2 separate regions of the Columba livia genome follow, and region 1 is linked to region 2. Evidence: chromatin contacts called from public Hi-C data. All regions are on one chromosome and are shown on one strand. Each heading gives the region's core, a stretch centred on a gene start, on an enhancer-like site or on the middle of the called end of the contact. The rest is flanking DNA. Distances are from core to core; before and after follow the strand shown.

Evidence for each region. A called contact is a pair of places that touch in the nucleus more often than the background predicts.
Region 1: a Hi-C map of liver shows a contact between it and region 2, with 3 times the contacts expected there. The contact joins the promoter of LOC102088141 here to the enhancer-like site in region 2. A contact is called at or near these places in 2 of 2 Hi-C or Micro-C datasets (crop and liver).

What each region holds. Positions count from the first base shown.
Region 1 is chr23:4,502,780-4,508,563 of bColLiv1.pat.W.v2, forward strand. It overlaps LOC102088141 (myosin light chain kinase, smooth muscle), which reads right to left and starts at 2,789. Exons shown (of 11, transcript XM_065039829.1): 1 at 2,494-2,789; 2 at 1,586-1,666; 3 at 1,061-1,153; 4 at 622-712; 5 at 328-531. The coding sequence starts at 1,076.
Region 2 is chr23:4,380,996-4,387,096 of bColLiv1.pat.W.v2, forward strand. MYO1D (myosin ID) reads right to left here. Exons shown (of 23, transcript XR_010467796.1): 2 at 5,908-6,101; 3 at 4,096-4,189; 4 at 3,237-3,402; 5 at 1,809-1,862; 6 at 872-967. Among named protein-coding and RNA genes, the nearest start is that of MYO1D, 39 kb to the right of the region's middle. Within about 2 kb of position 2,061, at least 1 of the 3 cell types and tissues checked has an H3K27ac peak away from gene starts, as active enhancers do.

The sequences.
Region 1 (5,784 bases), core at 1,539-4,038, 120 kb after region 2:
AGGGTCTGTAGGTTCCACATCCATCCTACACCTCATAGCAACACCCCATGGTGCAGGGACCCCTCCCCACCTGCCACACTAGGGGAAGACAATGTCTTGGGGACCCTGTTGAGGTCAACCAGCCCAAGGAGGAACAGCCCTACCAGGAAACACAGACTCAGAGCTCTGGGAGCATCTCACCACCCATATCTCCAGGTTTCCCATCCACCCTATGTCCCATCCCAGCACCACATGGTGCAGAGAACCCTCCCCACCTTCAGTGCTCTTCCTTGCAGGGCCCAGCACTGTCCCCACCACCCAAAACCGTGACTCTGCCCCCGTACTCACTACTCCATGATCATGACGAGCTCGGCGGAGCGCTGGAAGGCCGCGAGGCACTGCACGAGGCGCGGGTGATGCAGCAGGTTCATGAGCTCCACCTCGGCCCGAGCCGCCTGCTTCTCCTTGGCTGTCCGCGTCCGGAAATATTTCCCAGCACGGATTTTGCCGGTGGCTTTTTCCTGCAGCCGGTACACTGTCCCAAATTTCCCCCTGGGACAGAGCGAGGATGAGGGACGGAGGAGCCACCACCCCACAGAGAGAGCCACCCCCAAGAGATGGGGACATGGGACTCCCACTTACTCTCCCAGCTTCTCCAGCTGTGTGTACACATCCGAAACCTTGTCCTGGGTGTTGATGACCACATCGCAGTGTTCGAAGGTCTCCTCGTCTCCTGGGAGGGATGGAGCGGGGATCCCTCATGCTCTGGGACCAGCTGCCTCTGCTTCCCTTCCAGTATCTATCCTCCCGCCCCCAGTTCCATCCAGTCTGACCACCCTCCCCACATGGTGTGGATGGGACCTGGGAGGGACACGGGGACAGGAGCTCCTGCAGCATCCCAGCACCCAGTAAATCAGGGTTTGGGGTGGAAGGTGCTTTTAGAATCAAAAACCCAAGTGAAATGGGGCGATTAAACAGTATGGGATGCAGGTTAGTGCTGATTTTGGGGGCTCACACCAAGACTAGGGTCCCCATGCAAAGCCTGTGCCTCCCCCAGGACAGACCAAGGGCTCAGCTGTACCTTCTGCCTGGGACATGTTGGTGCCACCAGCTCCTTCCTGGGTGCTGGTATGGTCAGGACGATGCTGGATGTGTCCACAAGGCTCTTGGCAGCCTGCGCTGGGACAGGGGGACAGAGACAAGCGATGTCCGTGTGTCTGCTCCCCAGAGCCCTGCACCTTGTCCCTGCCACAGGAGACCACCAGCATCTCTCCACCTCCACCCAGCCTCCTCACCGCACCCAAGAGCTGACATCTTCACAGGCACACAGACACCCAGCAAGGGGCTAAACTCCATTTTAAAGCAGGTCCCTTCTCCCCAGGCGGGGAAACCGCTTGTCAGCAGCAACTTGGGCTCAAAGCTGCTGTTTTTCTCAGGCCCCGTCTTGCATCAGCCAGGAAATCCCCAGGAAAAGGCACATTTCAAGGGCAAAGGACCTGTTTCCTTATGCACATCCCCCCCCCGCTTCATCTATGCAAAGGATACAGTGATGACACCCAAGGGTGCTGGGCAGCAGCACCCAAACCCCAACAGCCACAGCACTGACCTGTCACCGTTCTGTCCTGCCCTGCCCCAGGCCACCAGCAGGTCCCTGATCCCTCCTGGTCACTGCGGAGCCACCACAGAGCTGGGGGGGAGGAAGGGGCGATGCTGGCGGTCCAGGACCACCAGAAACACACAGATGGAGACACCTCGGGGCACAACCGGGAGCATCCCCCCCCTGCGGTGCTGGGAACAGCCCTGGCTCTCCCCTCCCTTTCCTTCCCAGCGGAGTTTCCGGACTTGAGGGGTAAACAACCACCAACATCATCACATCCCTCCCCAAACCAGGTCCAGCATCACGGTCCCAAACCCCCCAACACGCCATTTGGCACCACACAGGGGCTCAGCCAGAAAAATCCCATGAGGGGGCTGCAGAGACCTGACACACCTCAATACGCAGCAGAGAGCTCAGCCGTCCCAGGACAAATCCAGATTTTGAGCCTTCTTGGGAGATAAATCCCATCCCCAGGCACATCCCTCCCCCGCCCCACCCATGGGTGGGTTCCCACAGAGGGGCTGAGCACCCACACCTGCTCCCCCCAGCTCCACCTGCAGCCAATATCCCACCAGAGCCATCGCTCTCCCCAAAACCCGTCCTGGGCTTTGGGCTTCCCCAGGTGAGCTTGGCTCAGCGGAGCAGGTTGTAGCAAAACTCCACCAAGTTTGGAGGAGTTTTTGGAACAAAAATGGGGTTTTCCAGCATTTCTCCCCCAAAAGCGGGACTGCGCGGTCGCCCTGGCAGTGGCTACACTGCCGTGCCTCAGTTTCCCCTGCTTTAAAATGCCGTGATTCCCCCCTGGAGCTGCCTCCAGATCCGCAGATGGGGCAGTGACACCATAGGGGGACCCATCCTCCCTGGGGATCCCCACATCACGGCCCCCCCGAGCAGAGGGGCTGTCACCCTGGTGTTACCTGCTGTGCGGAGCTGGGTCTCACGGGTGATCTGGGGCTCTGCCAGCACTGGCAGACATGTCACTGTCACCGCCGCTCCTGCGCTCGGCACAAAGTCCACAGCCGCCGGCAGGGTGTCAGGACAAGCGTCCCCAGAGCTGGGGCGGTGGCAGGGCCACCACCACTGTCCCCGTGTCCTTGCCCCCAGCCGGGGGTCTCCGCGGGTCAGGGATGCAGCGGGTGCTCCCGGCGCGGTGATGCCGGCAGCGCGCTCGGCTCGGCCCGCTGGGATATCGACTGCTGGGGACGTTGGTGACAGGAGTAGGACACGGCGATGGGCTGGGAGGGGACAGGCTGGGTGACGATGGGGGATGGCTGGTCACATCCTGCCCGCGGAGGGGGACGCAGACCTGGCCTGGGCGATGGCGGCATCGCCGGCTGTGGCTCCTGACCCCACTTGGGCTCCTCGCTGGGGCAGGATGGGGACATGTGGGTGACACCGGGCTGGTCACAGTGCAGGGGGAGGGCTGGATTTGTCCCCAGTGTGCGGGGGGGTCCCAGGAGCCACTCGGTGTCAGCGTTGGCCTGATGCTCATGCTGGTGACGAGCAGTAAAAATGAGCAAAAAAAGGGCAGGAGGGGAAAAATGACCTGGAGCATCGGGGGACCAGTGCGGGGGTGGCAGCACCTGCTGTCCCCGCGGGGACACAGCGGGATCCAGCGCTCGGCCGGAGGGCGGATCCCTCGGGAGCTGCTGCCCATCCCTGTCCCATCCCTGTCCTATCCCTGTCCCACCCTCTGGCACCAGCCGAGGTGGAGACTCACACGGGGGCAGCCCGGTGACACCAGCCTGGAGTCCCTGGGGATGCCATGGTGACACCTCGGCAGCGACACGCCACCACCATGGGCTGCACCCGGGCACTCAGGGGACATGGGGCAGACTCAGGAGATGCAGTGGGGACCCGGGGACATGTGGGGACACCCAGAGGACCAGGGGACACTCAGAGGTCATGGGGACACCCGAGGGACCTGGGGACAGGCAGGGAAGCCCAGAGGACATGGGGACACGTGGGGACATATGGAGACTCGGGGGACACGTGTGGGCCCCAGGTGACCCGACCGAGGTGACCCGTGGGACGGGGCCACGCACGGGCTGTGTCGCCTGTGGGCGGGGCCGGTGCGCAAGCGCCGGGGGCGGGGCTAAGAGCGGGAGCGGGGGCAAGACCGTTGCGCAACGAGATGGGCGGGGTCATAGCGGGCAGTGGGCGGGGCCAGATGTGTGTATGCTGCGGTGGGCGGGGCCATACCCGACAGTAGGCGGGGCCAGGCCGTGGCGCGGGAGTCCGACTCTGTCGCCCCCTTGTGTTCAGGACGGAGGGGAGCAGTTCGTACTGTGAGATGGGAACTGGGAGACGGGTACTGGGGAGATGAGTGCTGGGAGATGGGTGCTGGGGGACGGGGAAATGGGTGCTGGACGGTGGGGTACTGGCAGATGGGTGCTGGGATGCTGGGAGCTGGGGTGCTGGGTGATGGATGCTGGGTGCTGGATGCTGGGAGATAGGGAAACTGGGATATGGATGCTGGGAGTCAGGTGTTGGGCACTGAGGTGCTGGGAGGTGGATGCTGGGTGCTCAGGTGCTGGAGAGATGAGTGCTGGGCACTGGGATGGATGCTGGGATGATGGATGCTGGGAGCCGGGCGCTGGGTGGCCGTGGGTGTGAAAGCTGTGCCGGTGCTGGGGGACGTGTCACATCAGCTTCGGCCTGAAGAGAAAGACAGAGCAAAGCAAACTGTCTCAGGTGACAGCGGGTGACAGGCTGGGCCTTCTGGTGCCCTGGGGACAGCACCGGGTGATGTGCGGGCAGCCAAGGGTTCCCAACAGCAGCGTGCAGGCAGATGTGCAGGCAGATGTGCAGGCAGGTGGGCCCTTCATCATGAGAAGGACATTGAAATAGTGGAGAGAGTGCAGAGAAGGGAACGGAGCTGGTGAGGGGCTGGAGCACAAGTGTGATGGAGCGGCTGAGGGACCTGGGGGGTTCAGCTGGAGAACAGGAGCTGAGGGGAGACCTTCTGATCTCTGAACTGCCTGAAAGGAGCTTGGAGCCAGGGGGGTCGGGCTCTGCTCCCCAGGAACAAGCGCCAGGAGCAGAGGAAACGGCCTCAAGTTGCGCCAGGGGAGGTTGAGGTTGGATGTGGGAACAATTTCTTCCCCAAAGGGCTGTGGGGCATTGGAACAGGCTGCCCAGGGCAGTGCTGGAGTCACCATCCCTGGAGGGGTTTAAAAGACGTTTAGACGAGGTTCTTAGTGATATGGGTTAGTGCTGGAGTTGGGTTATGGATGAACTTGATGATCCTGAGGGTGTCTTCCAACCAAAATGCTTCTGTGATTCTATTCTATGACTCTAGGGCAGGGCTGTGTGTCCCGGCCATGCCACCCGCTCCCAACCCCAGTGCTGCCCACAGTGCCCATTGACCTGCAGCAATGCCGGGACAGGCAGGTGTGGGAGCTGGGCTGGGGGCTGTTTGCCAGCGCTGGGCTCCCCTGGCTCCTCCTCTGCCCCAGCACTCGGAGTTTTGCTCAAGCTCCGGCCCGTCCCAACACGCAGCTCCCTGCCCCATCCAGCCCGGCTGCCGCTCTGCTTCACCCGCAGCAGCGCGATCCTGCGGCTACGGTGTGAAAACCCCCCTCCGACTGCAAATCCAGCCCCAAAATTGCTCTGGAAGGAGGCACCCCCGCTATGTCATGGGTTTAAACCCAGCCTGGAGTACTACTGGTTCCTGCAAAGCCTGGGGGCAAACCCAGCCCAGTCTGCCGGCCTGCGGGAGGCCAGTTCTGCAAGACGAGGGTTGTAAAGTGACAGCTGGTGTCCCCAAAATGTTCCTGAGAGGTGTGGAAAGGGACACAGCACCCAGACTGTTGGGTGCCATGAAGGGCGGGACGACCCATGGGTGGCAGATGGGTCAGTGGCTGCTCCCAGATTGCTCAACCAAACACCCCGGGTATGGAGGGGCTAAGACACAAAAACCCCCAGCACCGGCAATGTGGGGATCAGCCCTGCGCGGGGTTTCTGCCAGATCCTCCAGCTTCCCCGTCCACCCTCGACCACGGCACCGCCGGGACCTGAGCCCCCCAGCCCGGGGACCGCGGAGCCGCTCGGGACGGGACCGCAGAGCAGCAGGGGCAGTGGGGTTTTGCCTTCAGATCGTCCAGCCACCCTGCGGGCCGCTAGGGCCAAAAAATAATGGCACATTGGCAATAAATAACGGCAACCTTGCTGTTGCTCCTGCTGTGTCATGTACGAGGTAGACGGGG
Region 2 (6,101 bases), core at 811-3,310:
GAGCAGCAGGACTCCACGGGCCCGGAGAGCAGAGGGAGCTTCTGGAACTCAACTGGTGATAAACGCAACTTCATTTCTTTACTTTTACTTTTCCCCGTTTCTTTTCCCTTTTCTTACTCTCTCTCTCTATCACATGCAGCTTTATGGGCAAATTAATAAAGTAACACTGCTTGATTGAATTATAACCCCTTGGCGTTTTGGTTGCCTTAATCTTGCGCTTCGAGATCAAGGTAAAAGAACCATCACGAGTCCATCACTGAATGGACCGTGACAGAAGGTCTGTGGGTTTGTTTGCCAAAGAGCATCTAGCTCAAGAAAGCCATCAGGAAATCAGGGAGCCTGTTGTCTGGACAATGCTACGGACAACTCCAGATGGACGTAAAGTGTTCAGGATCCTGTTGTCCTAAAAACTTTTGGGTTTGTTCCCTTCTTTCCTGCTCAGAGGTCCCCCAAGAGAGGGCAGATACACAGAATGAATGCCACAGTCATTTCAATGCTCCTGCTGCAAAAAAAAAGAGTCCTTCTGGCTTTTTGGTCCAGAAAGCAGCTTAATTTACCCATTACGAAGCGTGAAGAGTCTGACACTGGTAACAGGTCAAATATCTGTGAATGCATTTACTACCAGAGGTGGTGTCTCTCCTGCTCCGTTTGCTTTCTGCACACAGACACAAGCGTAGCACACGCAAGTACACACCAGCCTGTCTTCCGGAGGCAGAGACTCCATTAAAAACAGCATAATGGTGTCACGTTTCCATACTCACACCGTAAATATTGGTCTCAGCTTTTACTAGCTCGGCAGTGCTTTAAGTATTTCAAGAAGCATTTATGATTTTAAGACAAGTTACCTCAGAGTCGCTGAGCGCACCCTCACCTTTAGCTGCGCCCCAGGACAGATGTAGTTGTAGGCAGACGCGTCCTTCTGAAGGTGCAGAGAACGTAACATCTGGTCAGAACCGCCCTGCAGGAGCTGCACAAAGAGCATTGTAAGAAAGGGTGAATAAAAACAAGTCCTTCCTTTTTGTCTTTCTTACTCATCTGCTCGACAAGCAAAATGATAAAACCCGTGAAATTGCTGCTATAGAAGAATCAGCTGCAGTAGCTGGAGTCACGAGGGGTTGAACAGATCAGAGATGCGGTTCTCAGGGACATGGGGCAGTGCCTGGGTGGGTTATGGTTGGATTTGATGGTCTTGAGGGGCTTTTCAGCTGTTTCCAGCTGTGACATGTCACAGATGGCTCTTGGCAAGGACTTCCCGACACGGAAACGCCACGTTCCCGAGAAAGGTGTTAACGTACCGGCCTGAGCGCCGGGCGAGCGGGAAATCAATAAACCAACGTCCGCTCCCCTCAGTGCGAAACCGAGAATAAAGGTTATACTAACAGGCCGATGTTTCCCCCGAAGGACGCACAGGGGAACCCCCGTACAATGTGGAAGACATTAAAAAGAACCCAAAGCAAAAAATTCAAGTCAACTTGGTGTCATAAATTACTTCCATATGGACTAAAGGCCTCCAGAGAAAATAGAGGGATTAGACTTATTACAAATAAAACAGTGAGTCAAAGTCCAATGTTCTACCATGTTTGTTTAGTTAGCCTCCTTTTAAGTTTACAAATGTGTTAATATGGGACTGGAGGATAGACAAAAATAAATCTTCTCATGCAAAGAACTAGAGGACGTAAGATCACCCAAGACGCAACAGCAAGAGAACTCTTTGTGAAACACCCAAAAGGGTGAAAGCTTGAAATGTTTTGCCTGTTGTGTCTGGGAAACTGTTAAATAGTCATTTGTTGCAGCAAAGGAATACAAACCTGGTAAAAAGAATGAAAGCTGCGTTCTCCAGGCTGCTGCACAATCACACGGGACTGGAAGGGAAGAAAACACAAGGTGGGTGTTAGTGGATGTGGACAGCCTGTTATCCAACCTTTAGATGGCCATGCGTGGGGTCACCATGGCCAGGACACCCCCAGACTTGGCCGATCTTGTAATAAGTCTGTTAGGAACAATATTTGTGAGGCATGACCGTGGAGTTTGAAGTTTAGAATCAAAAAGACCAGCTTGGGTACCAGCTACAACATCCTGCTCCAACCTGGAACCCTCGGGGGTAACCACAGAATGGCTTTCATGGAAGAGTCAAATTAAATATCATTTAGGTGAAGAGTTATTTAATAAAATGGAAGGAAAACCCCACTTCTCCAAGCCCAAGACAGGCTGGCAAACAGAACGCAGTGACCACACAAGCGACAGCTCTGCTCTGGTTTAGGGAGCAAGTGACATCTCCAACTTCAGAACGTTCATTCCCAAGCAGCGTAAAACCCCAAAACAAAACGTTAAATGCAGCAGAAATTCAGTCAACAAGCAACAGATCCTTGTTTTATGCTGTAAGTTTGAACTCCGGGGAGCTACAAGGCATGTGTTCCTGCTGCACAAATTCATTGTGTTCGGACCAGAAATGGAAAGAAATGTAACTGGATGGAAGTCAAGAATATGAAATACATGAGGGTTTAAGTCAGGGCAGCTGCGGCCCCACTCCTGCGCGTGGAAGTATCACATGTTCAGTGTTTGGGTTCGTTGTTTGGTTTGGTTTTTATAAAATAAAGTGTTTAGTCTGCAAATAGACTCCAGGGAAACAACGGGAAAGGAAAAAACACACAGAAAAAGGCACCTTAGCAGATGTGGTCAAATAGATAAATTGAAGCCAGATGCGTCCACACATGAGAACTGTCAATAGGTAAGCCCAGTTTCTCTATAGAGTTTGACATATTCCAACATTTTCTCGCAGCACTTAATGATGTGAAAGAAAAATACACGCAGGAACACTTGGAATAAATAAACCCCAAGTTACTAAAAGAAAATACGGGGCTGTGGCTTTATTCCAGATTCGCACTTCTCAAGCACATCGTTGCTACTTACGGACCTAAATATCTTCTTTATCCAGCAATGCGGGAACTTAGAAAGGAGTTTTGCAGATATTAAATTAATCTCAGCTTTTATTCCAGATACAAAGTCCATACACCTATATGCACAAAAGCTTTTGTCCCTTGGTGTGAAACCTCCAGCGTTTCAGTTACTTATAGTAACTCTTAGAGAAGAAATAACGCCCTGGATTTAAATAAGACTCCGTGCCCTCGTATACAACACAACAGACAACATTAAAAATGAACATTTTCTATTGGCAAAGCCCATCTTATAAAAATAACGACACCAAAGCCTCCAAGTCTAAAAGCGGCGTGACTTACCTTTTCTAGGAGGTAATTATTGATGTGCCCGCCGATCGGGTCTCCTTTAAAGTCAAAGTTGATGTCCATGTATTTTCCGAACCTGCTGGAATTGTCGTTGCGGTTTGTTTTGGCGTTGCCAAAGGCCTCCAGCACGCAGTTGGATTTCAGGAGGATGTTCTTCACTCTGCAGCACAAGCGGAAGGAGAACGGGGTAAGTCCAGACTTGCAGACTCAAATTAACGATGCTTTTTCATTTTCAGGCTTTTCTAGAGAATTTAGTAACAGCAGAGAGGCTCTTTGATGAGATATTTGGGTGGACGTGTTTGACATCAGCGATCCCACGGGAAATCAGCTGCGAATCTCCCGCTGTGTTCCTTAGAGCCAAGTCAATGGGAACCAAAGGCCAGATCTCCCCACTGAAAATAGCATCAAAAATTCAGTTTCTTTACATGCGTGAGATTTAAAAATCGATTTCTCAAAGTCTTTTAAAGTCATTTTCAACGCTTTTGTCGGGGTAGGTACTAAGCCTGTTCTTTGCTCAAAGCCTTTTACCCTAAGGTCGACAAGCCCATTTTGCAACATGGGAGCACACGAGCCTGAAAGGCCATGGAATACACTCAAGATGCTCTTCTAACATCAACCTATTGCAGCAAATCTGCCCCAGGAAACGCCATTTCTAGAGACTGTTTGTATTCGGAACATCTGAACTTTCCAAATATATTTTTTATGTGACCTTAGCAATCAATATTGTAAAATTCCCAGAGTAAAACAGTCTTAGCTGAAGAAGTCTGGTAAAAATCTGGTAAAAATGGTTGGGAAAATCAGCGTGTAATTAGTAGATGTAAGAATCCGGTGCTATATGTAGGTGTTTTCTCACCTCTCCACCTCGGCGCGCTGCCCCGGGTTGGTGATGGCCGCGATGTACTGCATGATGTATTTACTGGCCTCGGTTTTCCCAGCCCCGCTCTCACCTGAGGACACAGACACAAACGGGACACAACGTCCAAAAGAACCCAAAGCAAATCACTGCACGGTGTCTCTTCATTTCACCCTGAGGGCGTTTGGGTTTTGCGTTGTTCAGTTTGGGGGGTTTTGTTGTTGGTTTTGTGTGTGTTGGGGTTTGGTTGGTTGGTTTGGGTTGTGGGAATTTTTGGTTTTTTTGGTTGGTTGGTTTTAGTTTTTTGGTTGGTTGTGGGTTTTTTCATTGTTTGTTTGTGGTTTTTTGTGGAATCTTGTGTCCAGTTGTGGCCCCTCAGTTCCAGCAGGACAGGGAACTGCTGGAGAGAGTCCAGCGCAGCCACCAAGATGCTGGAGGGAGTGGAGCATCTCCCGTGTGAGGAAAGGCTGAGGGAGCTGGGGCTCTGGAGCTGGACAAGAGGAGACTGAGGGGGGACTCATTCCTGGGGATCAATATGGAAAGGGGGAGTGTCAGGAGGATGGAGCCAGGCTCTTCTGGTGACAACCAGTGACAGGACAAGGGGCAATGGGTGCAAACTGGAACACAGGAGGTTCCACTGAAAGATGAGAAGCAACTTGTTCCCGGTGAGGGTGGCAGAGCCTGGCCCAGGCTGCCCAGGGGGTTGTGGAGTCTCCTTCTGTGCAGACATTCCAACCCGCCTGGACACCTTCCTGTGTAACCTCATCTGGGTGTTCCTGCTCCATGGGGGGATTGCACTGGATGAGCTTTCCAGGTCCCTTCCAACCCCTGACATTCTGTTATTCTGTGTATTTTTGGTTGGTAGTAGGGGTTTGTTGGTTTTGGGGGGTTTTTTGGTTGGTTGGTTGGTTCTGTTGTTGTTTTGTTGGTTTGGGTTTTTTTAAACAATCTGATTTGTGTGCACTCGGACCCTTTTCCAAACAGCCACAACCCTGCTGCTCGTTGCCGCTGTGCTGACTCTGAGGCGGTTCCGACACTGGATTCCGCAGGTCGGTGACGGGCCTGGCACCCCCAGCATCAAAAGGAACATTGTTTGAGCAGAAACACTGGCCTGCAGCGCCGGGAACCGCCGCACAAGGGGCTTCTGTTCAACACCCCAGCGCGGGGCTCTCGCTTTTCAGAGCTGCTGAACCACGGGGACATCAAGGGAACCAAGTGCCAGGATCCAGATAGCGAGAGCTCATGGTACAAGCGCCACTGCCGCTGTTAGAGCCACCACAAGCGATCAGGCCGGCATCAAAACAGAGAACTAAACATCAGGCGGGCATCAAAGGGACAGAAATCAGCAGTTCTGTTCTCCCTGAGCTCCAGGACTCACGTCCAAGTTATCACTTTGTGTGCGCAGATTAAGCTGCCGACTGACACCAGTTCTTGAATCAGCCGAGAAATAATTGTTAAGGTCTCCACGCACGGATTCAAAGGCAAATTCTGAGAGCAAACATTTCCAAGCTCGAAACACAATCATCTGAAGTCGCAGACGACAAATGTACCATTTGCATCAGGCCTTTCTCTGAGCTTGTCTCAACTATGAACACAGGCAACACTTTTCCAACTGTGTTTCAGAGGCTGGTAGGTAAAATCCTACTGAGACCTACTTACCTGTTGCTTTGTTAAACTGGGAAGACTGTATTTCCAGCACCACAGCTTTATATCAGTTTTCTAAAATGCTGTCATTAGTCAAATCATTCTTGTTCTTCAGCCCAGAATTTCATAGAGAAGCGTTCATCACAACGCAAATCTCCTTGAGCTTACCCGATATCACGATGCAGGTGTCTTTCGATCTCCTCTTCATGGCTTTGTAGGCGGCGTCAGCGATGGCGAAGAGGTGGGGAGGCCTCTCGTACAGCTCTCTGCCCTTGTACTGCTCAATCATGTCCCGCCCGTAGATGTTCAAGTTTTTATAAGGGTTCATGGAAACCACCACTTCCCCGATAAACGTATAAATC